Linked DNA regions of Mus musculus: all the other regions are linked to region 1. A link is a contact called in public ChIA-PET and promoter capture Hi-C data. All regions are on one chromosome and are shown on one strand. Each heading gives the region's core, a stretch centred on a gene start, on an enhancer-like site or on the middle of the called end of the contact. The rest is flanking DNA. Distances are from core to core; before and after follow the strand shown.

Region 1 (3,337 bases), core at 336-2,835:
TTCATTAAAAAATGGTTTATTAAATAAAATGGTTCAGTGAAGGGGAAAACAATGTAAAGAACATGGACTGATTTGTAGTAGACCCTTGAATTCAGCAAGGATAGTTTAGGTGCTTAGGAAAAAGCTACAGGTGGGTCCAAGGAAATTATGTGAGATTGTGATCTTATTGTTACTGACAAGGATGGAAATTTCTCTAGTCCAAACAGTATGCAACAATGTATCTTTTACTTATTCTTTTTCTTCTTTTGAGCAGGACATTTTCTTTGGAAGAATTCAGTTTTGCCCATGGGCAAAATTCCTTTCTCAGGAGGACTCTTTTTGAAAGGGCGTTTCTGGTTCATTACCACTTCAAGTAATTTTTCTATCCTGTTTTAGTATTTTTGAAGTTAAAAAGACCATGCTGATATCTTCATTTAGGAATTTTCCATTCCTGATAAATTCAGTGCTGTGATTTTTTTCCCACTGGCATTTTCAGTGTTGATTTCAGTATTTACTACAGAGTGTATTGCCAATGCTGGGTTTGCCATAGTGTAGGAAGTGCTCTTGTTCCATCCTGTGTGTGGGCTTCAACCCCAATCATTTTCTGATAGTCTGAAGCAGTATCTAATACCCCACTTTGACAGGCTCATGATGTATCTAGAGTGGGGTCAATTTACAGAGACCTAGTGAGGTCTTCTTCGGGCTCATTTCTCACACTGACTACATGTACCGCTGGAGGTTCGTTTCTTGCTGACTTTTAGCCAGCACTGTAGACCTTTCCTTTAGGCGTGTGAATGCTTAATACTTAGAGAGCTGGATGTGCAGGCACAAACCCATCACCTTAGCACTTGTGACAATACACCAGGAAGACTGCCACATTCAAAGCCAGCCTGGGCTGCATACCAAGGAGAGGCCAGCAGGCAAGATGTTGCCTCAAAAAAGAAAGTTCACACTGACACACAAAGTTCACACTGACATAAGGAAGTGTGAAGTGCCATCTATAACCCAGTACACAGTACAATTGCCTGTGACTGAAATAAGTCTTTGAAGAAATAATATTTATTTTCACTAGCTGAGATGCGTGTGTGTAATTTTTTGTCCCTTTTCCTTTTTTTTTTTTTTTTTTTTTTTTTTTTTTTTTTTTTTTTCTTTTTTGAGCCAAACTTTTCGTCTGTTGCCCAGGCTGGCTAAGAACTCGATGCAATCCTCCTGCCTCCACTTTCCAAGTTCTGGGTTGACAGGTGTGCGTCCCCACACCTGACTCTAACCAGAGGATTCTTACTGAAATTCATAGAAAACCACTACTCGCATCAGTACCCCTTCCTGGTGGCCGTCTCAGGAAACACTAAAAGTAGACTCCTCTAGTATGCTTGGCAGCAGCAGTCTGTCCAAGGGCCAACAAAATGAAGCGCGGCTGGGTTGTCACCAGCGCCGGGTGCCCAGAGCGCTGGAGCGTGTCCTCAGCACGGCTCCTGCACCTAACCGACCCGAGGCTGGGTAGATGATGCAGGGCTCGACCGGTTCCCCTGCTCTCCAGCTCAGCCCCGCCCCTCTCCCATGGCCCCGCGAATTCAAATCGGCCCCGCCGCAGGGCAGAGCACCGAGAGATCGATCGCTCCCGCCCCTCGAGCCGCCATTTTTGGAAGGTGGGAGGAGAAAGGTGGGTGGGCGCGGTGCCTGCTTTGCGGGATGCTGACTGGACTTGGCGGCTCTCTGCAGCACGTCAGGGGTAGGGCAGCACGGCTGGCCGGCGCCCTTCCTCCGGCTGCTTCTCCGGAATGAGGCCTCGGTGGCCGCGCGGGACGACTCGGTTCCTGCTCAGAGCGTGAGTGCGGCGCGCGCGCCCTCCGCTGTCAGTTGGCGCGCGCTCCCGACGCCTCTCCGCGCGCCCCCGCGCCCCCCCCCCCCGGGCTCGCGCTCGCTCGCTCGCTCGGCGCAGACTCGCTTGTTTGTTTCTGCAGGAATCCTAGGAGAGGCCGAAGCCGCCGTGATGCCGGGGAAGCTGAAGGTGAAAATTGTGGCCGGTCGCCATTTGCCGGTGATGGACCGTGCCAGTGACCTGACGGATGCCTTCGTGGAGGTTGGTTCCTGGTCCTGCCCCCCAGAGCACGGGGCGCCGAGCCCTGCCCTTCCCGCGGTCCCCGGCTCCGTGGAGGGATGCCCGCCCGCCCCCAGCCCGTGAGATGTGGCCATCGGTCCTGGACACGTCCCGCTGCCAAGCTCGCGGTCAGGGCGTCGGTCCGACCACCTGCCGGTCCGAGGCGTGGCAGCGGAGACGCTCGCCACGACCTCGTTTGCGGTTAGGAGGTTAAGGGCCATTGCTGCAGCAAGTCCACGCAGCCAGCCCTCTGGGGACACCCACAGCCCCACGGTGCGACTACATCCAACCCGTACCCCAACACCGTCTGAATCATCAGTGCAAGTCACACACAACAGCAGCACTAAAGCTGCCCTTGTGTAGACTGGTAGGGAGGTGAGCTGTTTCAGGGTAATTTATTGCCTCGAGGTAGGAAGTCAATTAAGTGCCATGGGTTTCAATTGCAAAATTGCTCTTTAAGTCTAATGATTAGTTTAAAAGTCATGCAAATTAGCACAGGCCTACTGTCCGGAAGTTAATAACTCACAACCTGAAAGAAGCCAAGGAGAAATTGTAATAAAAGTTGACATAATGAGGCAGACCATTAGAGCAATAATCATTTGGGCTATTAATGCTTAGGGTTCAAAGACATATGACAGTATACTTATACTCAATATATTCTTAAACGTTCCAGAACCTAATTAACTGCAATTCACTGTATTTTTTATTTTATTTATTTTTATGGCATTTGTTGAGTTCAACTTCATCTTTTATTGAAACAAACAAACACAAACCAAACTAACCCCCCCCCCCCAAAAAAAAAAACAAAAAACAAAAAACAAAACCCAAAGCAGTTTGCTCCTGGGCCAGATGTCAACAGAGATCTAATGATAACTGAAGTTGTACTGCCTTTCAGGCAGCCTGGAGAGTAATCCACACAGCTGATATTAATATCTAATATGTATTGAGCTTCATTATTGAGATATTTGTGTTTTGTACTTTTGAATCCTTAGTTTTTACAGCAAAGCTAACTAGGAGCCATATCCTCATCTTACAGGTTAGGCAGTGGATTCCTAGGGGCAGAAATAATGTGCTTCGATGATCTACCTTGTAAATCTCCACAGCCTAGCAGCAGTCTCTTCTATTATAACTTTCCCACCTCTCTAGACAAGGTGCTGAATGTTATTTTTGAATGATGGTTGTTTGCTAGGCCCTGTGCTATTCTGGTTTAGTTGATGTATGTATAATGATGAACAAGGTGAATTTGGTTTCTGATTTTAA
Region 2 (3,337 bases), core at 352-2,851, 230 kb after region 1:
CACTGCTCTCACAGTTTGTTGGGTAATGAGCCCTTGTGTCATCACCCTAACCAACCTATCCCTTGGCTACATACACAAAATATTCATGAGTTAGGTTAGCTGACATACGTGGCCCAGAAAGTGCTGCTATAATGTTAATATTTGGAAAATAAAGAAAACCATGGGTGAGCAGCATAATTCATCAGTGTTTATGTGTAGAGCTTGTGGGTAGTGACATAAGCCCTCTACCTCCTGAGCCCTCACGTCAAATTTAACATACTCTGTCCTGCCGCTTCAAGTGCTGTTTCTTTTTTTTTTTTCATTACTTATAAAGATTTATTTTGTGTGAATTTGCATATGTCTGTGTGAGTTTATAAGCATCACATGTGTATGGGTGCCAGCAGAAACCAGAAGAGGGCATTGGATGTCCTGGAGTTGGATTTATATTTATATTATGGGGTGCCACGTGGGTACTGAGTCCTGGTCTGTTGCAAGAGCAGTTAACACTCCTAAGAGCTGAGCCATTTCTCAAGCACACATTTATTTATTTATTTATTTATTTATTTACTTATTTATTTACTTACTTATTTATTTATGACACAAGGTTTCATGTAGCCCAGGATAACCTCAAATTCACTATGAAATTAAGGTTGCGTGTGAACCGTTACCCTCTTGTCTCTACCTCGCAACTGTAGGATTGCAGGTGTATGACACCACACTTTAAAAACAACAAAACAGATACATTCCTTTCTTTTGGTAGATCAGCTACTTCTGTCACTTCTTCTAAAACAGTGTGCATGCACACAACACACACACACACACACACACACACTTACATACACATATACACACACTTACATACACACATACACACACTCTCACACACACACTTACATACATATATACACACACTTACATACACACATACACACACTCACACACACTTACATACACATATACACACACTTACATACACACATACACACACTCTCACACACACACACACTTACATACACATATACACACACTTACATACACACATACACTCTCACACACACACACACATACACACACTTACATACACATATACACACACTCTCACACACACACACACACACATACACACACTTACATACACACATACACACACTCACACACACACACACACCAAAAAACCAAGAACAAACAAAAACAGCACCAAACCAAACAACCAAGCCACCCCCCCCCCAACATTTGATGATGCTAATGGCTAATTCGTCCACTAAAGTGCAAGAAAAGGGAAAGGGAAAGAAAACAGTTACTTGTAAATCAATCGAGCCAACTTCCCTCTTTGTGTTCTAATCACAGACTTGATTTACAAGTGTGTGAGTCATTCTAAAACATCCCTTTCTGCTTTTCTAGGTGCAACCTGCCTCCCTTGTCAAGTGAGTACACCAGAGATGTCGGTTCCAAAACTCAGTTGGTGACAGCTAACCCCAGCATAATTCGCCAGAGGTAAGACTCCCTGGTTTCTCTTTGTGGGGGGAACCAAAGAGGGAGGTTTGCGACATCATTTGCATCTTAAAGGGAGTGAGCATATTTCAGCCTCTCTGCAGACAAAGAGGGAAGCCATCTGGACAGGCAGGAAGGATGGAGGAGGGAATCGTAAATAAACCAGGCAAGTATTACAGGCATCCGTCCTCATCCTAGGTATTTCATGCTTCCTCTGCGGTTTGGCTTCTCTCTGCTAGAAGTGGCGTGAATGACAGGGGGTTGAATATTTTGCTCAGAGCACAGCACAGCATCCTGCCCACTCATTACTACTCCTATGTCATGCGCTGGCACTGGTCCTACTTTGTGATCAGCCACTGTGAACTGACATGTTGAAACAAAAACAAAGAAATGACCAATTTACCACACGCATGCATCAAGACAGCAATGTCTTCAGAATGTACAAGAATGTGTGGTGATGATAGATTGGTTCTGCTTTGTCAGACCTTCCTTGACAGGTGGAAAATCCTTTTTGAAAAATATTAATTAATTAATTCACATTCTAATTTTAGCTTCCCATCCCTCTTCTCCTCCCTGTCCCTTCCTTCTCCCTCCCCTTCTCCCTGACTTTCCCCCCTCCCCTTCTTTGAGAAGAAGAAGAGGCCTCCCATGGATGTCAACCACACTTGGCCTATCAAGTTGCAGGAGTATTATGCACATATTCTTCTATTGAGGACAGCCCAGTTAGGGGAAAGGGATCCAAAAGCAGGCAATGTAGCCAGAGATAGCCCCGCTCCTGCTTTAGGAGTCCCACATGAAGACCCAACCGCAGGACTGTTACATATGTGCAGAGGGCCTAGGTCCATCCCATGCATGCTCTCTGGTTGACAGACCAGTCTCTATGAGCCCCTATGGGCTCAGGTTAGTTGATTCTGTAGATTTTCTTGTGGTGCCCTTGACCCCTCTGGCTCCTTCAATCCTTCCTCCCCCTTTTCCACAGGATTCTACAAGCTCTGCTTAGTGTTTGGCTGTGGGTCTCTGCATCTGTTTCTGGGTGAAGCCTCTCAGAGGACAGTTATGCTAGTCTGCTGTCTGCAAGCATAACAGAGCATCATTAGCAGTGTCAGGGTGTGCCAAGCTGTCAGGAGTGTCAGGTTCTCTGTCATGGCATGGGTCTCAAGCTGGGCCAGTCATTCTCTTTTGCATTAATTCCAGAAAACGTGGCAGCCATGATGGAAGCATTGGGGTCAGTCTCTAGTTGAGGAAGCGCCCAGGTGAACTCACAGGATTTGACAGGAAGGGGAGCACACAGGCACCCCCTCGAGTCTGACCAAGTGCGCTTCAAACTTGTTTCTTCATGTAGCCTTCAAAATCATTTTTAAGATACCGTCATTTTCTTCATTGTTAGCAGTTTTCCTAGTATTGTTAGCAGGAGTTAAATTGTAGATTTTCGGTTCCTGATGGGTCTCTTACATGCTTTATGTAGACGTTGTCAAAATCTCGGAATGTTTTTGGGTATAACATGTCCTCCTGTGAGAACCGAGGCTCTCTTTGAGGTTTCTTTATTAAGTTAACTTTCTGTCACAGAGCCTGCCTTTTAGATTCAAGTAAGTGTTACCGTGTCACTTTGGAATCCTCTCCCTGACACCTAATTATTCAACATAAGAATAAGGTACTGGGATCTGCCAAGAGCCTGTCCCTTGAATAAGATAAAGGCACAACCTGTTTGCGTTTCTTCTAGAGATAGTTTTGCCCCACCCCCACCCAGAGGCCTCCTCAGAAGTCCTTAGGCAAGCTTCCTTTTGTAGTCTGGAGGTTTCTCTGCAACATCAGACTTGTTTTCATTCCTCATTCCGTTTCTCCCTCACCTCTCATGTGTGTGCATGTG
Region 3 (3,337 bases), core at 235-2,734, 160 kb before region 1:
TCAGAAGGGAACTTCTCGGGGTCAGTTCTCCCCTCCCACTTTTAAGTCGGTTCCAGCGACTAAAGTCCTGTCATCAAGCCTGACTTTATCCACGAAGCCATCTCACCGGGTCCAATTAACATTATATCATACATCAGTCTCTTGAGCCTGATAGTCATCCCTGAAGACTCTAGATGTCTGTTTCCGTACCAGCCATGTAAGCTCAGGGAACTGACTGACACCGGGCAGGAGCGACTCATGCAGCCCCCACTCTGACATCAGGATGTGCTGTAGGCAAACCTCTTACATGGTTGTAAGCCGTGATTTGAGGGCTCTGTCTGTATTCACTGGCGCTCCTTTAGAGAGTTACTGAAGGAGTTGTGAACCAGAAAGGAGCCAGAAGGAAACAACCAATTTATTAACCTGAGTGACTACTTAGTCCTAGAAACTCTGGTACAGGGTAAAGCAGTTAGAACCCACGGGGCCGCAGGCAAAGTGACTCTAGATACAACTGAGTCAAGGCTGCCTTCCAACTATGACCCCTGTGTTAGGGTCAGCTCCAGGTAAGAGGCTCAAAGGAGCCGACTCAACATATTAAGATTCCCTGCTGTGTGCTGCAAGTCTGTAGTCAGAACTGGTCATATGCAAGCCGCTTCGTGGGTTACACAATGGCCTCATTCATCTTGAATCCTTCACAGAAACCCTGTGTCTGTCCCACCGAGTCTGAACGACTTCATCTACATATCCAATCCACAGAAACCCTGTGTCTGTCCCACCAAGTCTGAGCGACTTCATCTACACATCCTAGCTTTGTTTTCATCCTGTCCTCCAAGTCCCTGGGACACAACCTGTGATCTGTTTGCTAACAAGAACCAACTCTCTCATTAAGTCAGATTTAAAAAAAAAAAAAAATTCACCACAAGGATGGAAGTCAGCAGCTCATGGTCCTCCAGAGGCCCGCAGCAAGGAAGTGGTTAAACGATTAAAAACGCAAAATGCAATGCAGCAAGCTGTGTACAATTAACCAGAATTCAAATATACACCTTGTTCCAATCCCAGGCATTTATCAGATAAAAATAGTCTTCTACAAGAATGTCATGATTAATGAGGTGAGACTCCAGCTAATTACTGTTTCCTCCAGAAGTAATTAGGTTGGCATCGCTAATCAAGATGAATGAACGCTCTGACCCGCTTTTTTAAATGTAAAACTCAGAGTTCCGACCACAATCTCAGCATTTAGTTCAGGCAATGTAGTCTTTATTAGGCTTGTAGTTTGATTAAATTCTTTTGTTACACCAGGCCTTCCACACATGAACACAGGAACGCGGAGATGTTCAAAGAGTTTTTCACCCTTAATTAAAGACCGCAAAGCCTTGTTCCATTCACGGGGCAATACATAGGACAGGTCTAAATTGATAGCTTTTAAGTAGAGCGTAAGGAATAAGAAAAGGCGCTTTAGCGCTAGCCCAGCTGAGAGAAGTCTTCCCCCACCCTCCTCCCAGAACTGCACTTGTTATGGTGGAGAAATAAAAGGGAAACAATTTTGTTATATTTTATTAAGCAGCTTTTTTTTTTTCACTTTCTCGCGGCCCCTCTTAAGGAAGGTAGGGCATGTGTCTAGCTTTATTCTTTTGTCTAATGAGTTTTGAGTAAGGGAGGGAGGAAACACGATCCAATTAGTCCCATCAGTAAAGCGCTCCTCAGTGTGGACCACAGGTGCCTTTAGAAGCAGGCCCTGTATTGCGGTCTCCTGCCTCTGACTGGAAAGCGACTTATTCCCATTCCTGACCCACGGTGCCGGTAAAGTAAAAAATGTTTGTTTTCAAGATGTAATTGCGCTTTGTTTTCTGTTGAGCAAAGAGACTAACTCAGTTTGCGGCTAAATGTATCAAATCAGTTCTCCACAGGATGGTGTATCAGTATTTCACAAAATGTGACAGTATCTTCACCCCCGAATTCGCTAACTGGAGGCTAAAATCAGGTCTTGGCACATTCACCCTCCCTCACACTTAATAGCTTCCCGGCTCCCTCCCGCCCTCTCCCCCTTCACCGGTTGCTGTCTATTTCCTGTTTGCTCTCCCTTCTCCATAGTTACTCCATGGGAGTGGGACCCTCCTCTCGCCCTTCCTCTGCCAGTTGGTTTATGTTTCCACTTGCCAGGTTGGGAAATCCTATTTTTATATCTTCTACTTAATTATATTCCCAGTCTAGAATGTGCTGTCTCCTCTGATTGATGTACTTGGACCGCCCGCTGTTTTGTTTTTTTGTTGTTTTTTTTTTTCCTGCGACTCTGCATACAGGAGGATAAAATAATCTTAAATTTTGACACCTCGCCTAGGTTTAGGAATCTGTTTCTTTTTCGGGGGCTTTTCCCTGTTGTAGAATTTCATAAATGGCTTTGGCATTAGTAATTCCTTTTTTTTTTTTTAATCTCGTCTTCAATTAGAAAGACATATTAACACAGCCGACCTCCAGGTTCTGTCTACCCCGTATGGGGCTGCTAGGATCCTGCCGAAGAGCCGCAAAAGCCAGCCAGTCTAAGTAAGGGACAAAGGGGTGGGAAAATGGGCCACAAAGCCACACTGTTCCAACAGAGAGCCCAGACACCAATGCCCGCCCCCGGCACAGGGACAGGGACGGGTAACTGTGTCAGGATGTGGCCTGCTGCTCCGGGGTATTGTCAAGTTGTCATTCTGCACGGCACTTGGTTCTCTTTCTCGATTTTCCAGTTGGGTTTAGAATCCGTCATAGTTCCATGTCATTTACTTACTCCATCATTATTCTACACCAGGCTGCCTTTCTTAAATGCGGCTCCACTCGCGTCGCTGGGGAGCGTTAGATTTTTGTCCTAGGATGAATTAAATAGCTCCCAAGCTTTTTTAGCCTCGTCTCTCGGGTTCTCTCTTTTCCTTGGTGCCTGTCTGTTTAGCACAAGGAGCGCTCCTGTTCTGCCTGATAAACCCAAGCTGGTATCTTGTGCTTTCTGCCATGTGTTACTTAATTAAAACATGTAGTTCTTTCTTGGTCTTCTGAATACTTCTGGCACCATAAGAGCTGCTAAGGCTGGGCAGTGCAGGACTTCATAGGAGGCTCCTGACCTTAGTCTAGCCTTTTAGTGTTATACAGATCCTTGACTTTTATCACGCAACATCAGCCCCCTGAGAGCTAAGCCGAGGATCTCAGAGCTGAGACACAATGCCACAGACATGGAATATCTAGTCCTAAGACTTCATTCATATGAGACTGGATTATGCTTCCATAAAAAAAAAAATCTTAGATGAAATTTTCTTTGGCAAGTAATGAAGAAAATCTCTTTCAGTGCCCCCCACCCTGCCTAGTCTAATAGTTAGGTTTCCAC

Evidence for each region. Promoter capture Hi-C pulls out the DNA fragments that hold promoters and counts their contacts. ChIA-PET counts read pairs in DNA pulled down with a chosen protein or histone mark.
Region 2: an RNA polymerase II ChIA-PET map of memory CD8 T cells shows a contact between it and region 1, with 62 read pairs. The contact joins the enhancer-like site here to the promoter of C2cd5 in region 1. A contact is called at or near these places in 2 of 39 promoter capture datasets (the HPC-7 cell line and pre-B cells), 1 of 484 Hi-C or Micro-C datasets (embryonic stem cells), 3 of 115 datasets of contacts at active chromatin or transcription factors (effector CD8 T cells, embryonic stem cells and memory CD8 T cells) and 1 of 9 other capture datasets (embryonic stem cells).
Region 3: a promoter capture Hi-C map of pre-B cells shows a contact between it and region 1, with 4 times the contacts expected there. The contact joins the promoter of 4930407I02Rik here to the promoter of C2cd5 in region 1. A contact is called at or near these places in 5 of 39 promoter capture datasets (embryonic stem cells, liver, pre-B cells and 1 more).

What each region holds. Positions count from the first base shown.
Region 1 is chr6:143,098,400-143,101,736 of GRCm38.p6, reverse strand. C2cd5 (C2 calcium-dependent domain containing 5) reads left to right here and starts at 1,585. Exons shown (of 29, transcript NM_001362113.1): 1 at 1,585-1,804; 2 at 1,941-2,059. The coding sequence starts at 1,970.
Region 2 is chr6:142,865,990-142,869,326 of GRCm38.p6, reverse strand. St8sia1 (ST8 alpha-N-acetyl-neuraminide alpha-2,8-sialyltransferase 1) reads left to right here. Exons shown (of 5, transcript NM_011374.2): 4 at 1,381-1,473. Among named protein-coding and RNA genes, the nearest start is that of Gm7457, 53 kb to the right of the region's middle. Within about 2 kb of position 1,601, at least 160 of the 459 cell types and tissues checked have an H3K27ac peak or open chromatin away from gene starts, as enhancers often do. A contact at or near this core is called in the HPC-7 cell line, effector CD8 T cells and memory CD8 T cells, where this site is marked.
Region 3 is chr6:143,258,774-143,262,110 of GRCm38.p6, reverse strand. It overlaps 4930407I02Rik (a long non-coding RNA gene), which reads left to right and starts at 1,484. Exons shown (of 3, transcript XR_869574.1): 1 at 1,484-1,779. All of the region lies in intron 3 of D6Ertd474e (DNA segment, Chr 6, ERATO Doi 474, expressed), which reads right to left.